Linked DNA regions of Ovis aries: region 1 is linked to region 2. Evidence: chromatin contacts called from public Hi-C data. All regions are on one chromosome and are shown on one strand. The core of a region is the stretch at or near the end of the contact, and the rest is flanking DNA. Distances in the headings are between cores, read along the strand shown.

Evidence for each region. A called contact is a pair of places that touch in the nucleus more often than the background predicts.
Region 1: a Hi-C map of hypothalamus shows a contact between it and region 2, with 3 times the contacts expected there. The contact joins the enhancer-like site here to the promoter of RBM39 in region 2. A contact is called at or near these places in 6 of 16 Hi-C or Micro-C datasets (hypothalamus, liver, omental adipose tissue and 2 more).

What each region holds. Positions count from the first base shown.
Region 1 is chr13:65,023,214-65,025,967 of ARS-UI_Ramb_v3.0, forward strand. All of the region lies in intron 10 of PHF20 (PHD finger protein 20), which reads left to right. Among named protein-coding and RNA genes, the nearest start is that of SCAND1, 59 kb to the right of the region's middle. Within about 2 kb of position 1,353, at least 29 of the 54 cell types and tissues checked have an H3K27ac peak or open chromatin away from gene starts, as enhancers often do. A contact at or near this core is called in hypothalamus and tail adipose tissue, where this site is marked.
Region 2 is chr13:64,921,412-64,924,120 of ARS-UI_Ramb_v3.0, forward strand. It overlaps RBM39 (RNA binding motif protein 39), which reads right to left and starts at 1,415. Exons shown (of 17, transcript XM_060397742.1): 1 at 1,121-1,415; 2 at 1-497.

The DNA.
Region 1 (2,754 bases), core at 103-2,602, 100 kb after region 2:
CTGCTGCCTCTGTCCAGCCATAGTCCTTGTCCTCCAAGCAAGTATGGTCATCATTTTTGAGTCATAAGGAGACAGCAATTAAAGGTTTTATTTAGTGTTGATATTAAAATTTACATTTAATTTTTCACAGTGAGAACACTAAGGTATACTAATTTTGTAAGTACAATTTCTTGATGAGTTTTCACAACTACTCTGGCATAAAGACAGTTAAGGACCCCTATTTAAAGATTATTATTAATATATAAAGAGTCATTTTGCTGTTTGTTTCCCTCCTATAAATTTCAAAGCCAAATATACTAGGAAAAATTAAAACTAAGTAAAAGTAAAACTAAGTGAAAAGTCCTCCATTACTCTTCCCCCTCTTGAAAGAACCATGGAACAGTTTGGTATATGCTTTTCCATTCTTCAACACGTGGTTCTCTGCATATACAAACACACATGTACCCATGTCACTTTTTAAAAACAGAGTGGTAGAATCATATTCTTGCATTAGTTAATGGCTTATCATTTTTATACAGCATTTTTCCGTGTCAGTTCATAGCTGTTTCATGATTATATATAATTTATTTCTTTGGATGATTTTCCATAATTTATTTAACTTCCCACTGTGAAAGACATCTAAGTTCTTGTTAATTTTTCACTGTTAATTCTCCCTGTTTTATAAAAGAACCTAGTATGTGGCAAGAAGGGGTAACTCAGCCAGAGTTAGAATAACACGTTTTCCAATGACTGGGTCACTCCACCTCCTGTCTTCTAACTGAGTACTGAATGCCATCTGATGAGATGCTGGGTGCTGTATAAACCAGGTGAAGTGAACACACATCCTGCCTTTAGAGAGGTTGTAACATGGAGCTCGCACTGCCCTCGAGGGCAAGTGTTAAAGCAGGGTGTAGACTCAAGTAAGCAGCTTAGTAGGCCAGCTTTGAAGAGCACTGTGTGTGGCACACGTGATGTCAGTGCTCCAGACAGGGTGGCGCCTTGGAAATTCTTTAATTTGAGAGGCTGGAAGTGTTGATCTGGAAACTGAATGATGTTCCTGGTTTTTCTTTTGGAACATGGGCTTAGTGGTGAGCACAGGATGAAAAGATTGCTGGTTGTTGAGAACTCATTCACCAGGAATGTATTATGTAAGTCAGCAGGAAGGAGGGCGGGATCATTCTCAGAAGCATCCCGCAAGGCCCCCAGAGGCCAGGGTGCTGCTGTGTTAGTCACCGTTTAGAGGTTGCTGTCCTGAGGTGGTGCCAGTCTTGTAATTTCTAACTGGATGGAGTCAAGATCAGTGTGAAGGAGGCTGGGAAGGCAACACCATCTAGTCTAGAGCAGAAGCCCTGCATTAGCTGCTCCATACGCAGCTCTGGCCTTTGGGGCAGCTCTGCCATCTTGTGGAATAACTGCTCAGTTTCTCTTGTGAGGGCCAAGTGTGGATAGTCTTGCCAGGGTTGCTTTCCTCCCACTTAGCTATTCTGTGACCTCCAAGTATTTTTCCTGCGTAAATTTTTTCATCTTTATATTTAAAAGATGTTTTTATTTTGACACATTGGAAGACGTAAAAAGTTGCAAAAATAGTAGAAAGAATTTCTTGTATACCTTCAACCAGATTCCCTGTTTGTTAGCAGTTTTCTATGTTTGCTTCATTATTCTATTCTTTAAAAACTATTTTTTTCTGAATTATTCGCAAGTAAGTTGCAGACCGTTACCCCTAAATTTCTCAGTGTCTATTTCCTGATAACTAGAACATTTAATTACATGACCATAATTTAATTATCAAAGGCAGGACCTTATTCAGACTTCATCAGTTCTGATAATGTTCTTCATAGCAAACATGGAGGAAACTTTTTTTGGAGGGGATCAGGATCCAACTCAGGATGTCACACTGGATTTAATTGTCATGTTTCATTAGTTTCCTTTCATCTGAAACATTTTTTGTCAGTGTTTTGTTTTTCATGACCTTGACATTTCTGAAGAATATGATGTCGTTAAATTTGGGTTTTTTTTTAATGTATCCAGATAATTAGATTTAGGTTATTCCCTTTTAGCAGCAACACCATGCAAGTGATGTATCCTTTTCAAGTGTATTCTAACAGGAGCTGCATGATATCTGTCCCATTTATTGGTGAAGTTAACTTTGGTCACTTGGCTAAGGGTACTGCCCACCAGGTTTCTCTACTGTAAGGCTGTTATTTTTCCCTTTATAGTTACTAAGTTTCTGGTGAGAGGATACCTTGAATATATGTAAATATCTTTATTTACATATACTCAAATATCTATGTGTTTCTTTATCAGGAGTTCACCCTAATATCCACTTCTGCTTCTTGCCTGATAAATATTTTTACTCTGAGGTCTACCAAATGGTGATTTGTAACTCTCATCATTCCTTCTACGTTTATTAGTTTGTATTGTGTTAAGGAAGTGCCTGCCTGCTTGCCTTTCCCCCTCTCCCTGATTCCCCCCTCCCTCCCTTCTTTCCTTCCTTCCCTCTTTTTATCCACATGGTCTCGTGGCATTTCTTTTGTTCTGCGGGTTATAATGGTTTCTGTCTTTATTTATTCTAATAACCACCTTGTGGAGCCCTTCAAGCTAGTTCCTTCACTTTCTGGCATAAGAAAATGTAGCACACTCATCCTGTACTCACCCAGCCTTGGATTCAGCCATTTCTCCAGGAAGCCCTGATTTCTTTTAAGTGGTGAATTGTGTTTAGAAACCAAGAGCTGAGTGCTGGTACACTCACTGCTCCTGGCGTTCACAGAGAACACC
Region 2 (2,709 bases), core at 165-2,664:
TATTCTTGGACCCCTGCTGTTTTCCCAAACCACTACATTCACCTTTTTGCTATACCAAACTGGAGCTGGTAATTCTTAGTTGAGTCATTTTACCTAGGGGACCACGGTACAGCGATAAGTCACTCAATTACTACCTTATGATTGACAGTTCACACTGGAATCAAAGGTGAATTCATGGGAGTAGAGGTGAGATATCGTTAGGCAAGTCTACAAAGAGAGATAGATGGGCATTTATTCATCACGCTGAAGTGAAACTACTGCACAATATTATTACATCAATAGCATATATTTACTTTTGTAAGTTACATGTAATGCATCTCTGATAAGGTAAATCAAGAGGGCTCCGGGGAGGTTAGTTTACATTTCAGCAGTAGTTTCGTGAATAATGCTAAATTAAGAAATAGATACACCTCACCGACTTGTTTTTTCTCACCTTCTTGTAAGGAGCCTCAAGCATTGCTTCAATATCAATATCGTCTGCCATTTTCTCTAAACGACTAGGTAAAAAGCAAAAATGAAAATTTGGTGAGTAAACAATTTTAAATTGTGCTAAATTTCCTTTTTACCAGACATATTCCAAAACCTCAGAGAGGTCCCACGGAATGACTAAAACGGGACCATTTTAGTAGGCTTGGCAATTAAACCTAAAATGTCCCCAACATCAAACACGCTAGACAGATTAAGTACTCTATTTTTAAAAAGCCTACAGCGCCTCAAAAAACAGAACCCGAGAATCTCGAGCCAAAGCGCCGCTTTCGCGCAAAACCCCGCGCTGCCATTTTAGGGGCAAAGGGAAACTCCCTCGGCTGGGAGGGGTTGTGTGCCATGGCAGCGTTCGGCTGGCGCCATGTTGGGAGGTCGCGGTCGGCCCGGGCCTCGAAGGGACAGGTCGCCATCTACCCGAAGCCTCTCTAGAGCCCACGCCACCCGAAAACCCTGAAACACATTCGATCGGAAAAGGGCGCGGTCGTCGAAAAGACGACGATTTCTAAAAAAATCTACCCCCCCACCCGCCCCCAGCCCGGTCGCTTAAAATCGCCTAAGGAGTGCCCCTCAACCCAGAAAAGAACCAAACCTCAAAAAAGCCCGGAAAATACGCGGGTCCGCGATGCCTCCTCACCTGTGCGGGCTTCCCGGGTCCCTGCGGTGCTCGTATTCAGAAAGAGGGGGGCTGTGGCTGCCGCCGCTGTTGCTACTGTTAAGCCGCTAGGCCCAGGCCGCGGTACCACCCAGCCCGAATTTCGGGCTCAGAGAGCGGACAGGCCCAAGCGAATCTAAAAGAGACAATGGGATTAGAGGAGCCCGCGCGGGAGTTCAGGACGGCGGCTTCGGCAGCTCAGGATCCACCCCTGCGACAGTGTCGGCAAGCTCTCTGAAATGGCGGCCGCAGCTTCCCCGTACTCACATTCACCAACACACATACACACACACAAACACACGGGGCCTCACAGAGCCCTCAGCACGGGCTCTCGCGAGAAGCAGCTCCTAATTCCAGTCCAGAGCAGCGGAAATATCGCGAGATTTAAGCATCGGCCCCCAGCGACCATGGCCCAATCTCGCGCAATGATTGCGCCACAGATATTCCCATCCCCCACTCAGAAAGGCGCCTTTGAGTCCCTACTCTTGATTAGCGTCCACATCTCGCGAGATCACTCAAGCTGCTAGCGCAAAGGCAGTTGGTACACATACTGTCAATCTTCCAGAAAACTCATCGCTGAGTGGAGTTCAGTGGTCACCGCCTCCTCGTGGCCACCGCCCCAGAGCTATCAGAAGGTTTCTGAGATGACGGCTGCTTCCTCCACCGGGCCAAGGTCGCTGTAAACCGATCTAGTCCATATGGCTCTAAAATAAAACGAAAAGGCTGTTATACAAATTATCTGCCAAGGGTGAAGACGGAGTGAAAAGCAAGCAAGAGAGAAGATGAAAAGAGACGTTCAGGGGTAGGGGGCTAAGAGTGTGAAACAAAACGATGTCTCGGCCTGTGGAGCCAGTGGACTGCCTAGCTTCAAAATACCCTTGGAAGTAGTGGGCAAAGAGAAGGTGAAAAAACACTGCATCCCTTGGCAGTGGTCCAGTTCTGTGCCCCTCGAATTTATAATCTGACCTTGTGTGGGAGTTGCTATTGTTTCTTCAGAAATGTACCCCATTCCCCTGGGTATGTACTCAATGTACATGAAACTGAGCAAAGTGAAGGACAAGGAAACCTGCATTCTATGGGCTCGCAAAAAGTTGGACACGACTTAGCCAGTGAACAGTAATCCCCTTGGGACTTGGCTCCTTGTCCCTGAAGTCCCCCAGATGCATGGCAGTTGCAATGTACAATCACCACTTGTTCTTTGGTCCACACGGTGAAAAAGCGGAGAGCAGAGAGGTCATTGTCTACAAGACTTTAAGATAAAAATGGTTGGAAAATTTTAGAGAGGAAAAAAAGCAAAGAAATCTTGAGAGAGAAAATCTAGACGTCTCTTGACAGCTTAATGATAGACTGCAAAGATTTGAGATGAGTTTGTATAGCTCCTCCAATACTGTGACCTTGGACAAGTAAATGAACCTACCCTCCATTTCTTCCTGTGAAGAAGAGTATAATTACTAAACTTCTTGTTAGTGAGGAAGGCCAGTAATGCTCGATAGTGAATTCTCAGCACTTAGCCGGATGCGCAGGTAGAAGCTCATTAAATCAATGAATGGATGAATGAAGGCCTAATAGAA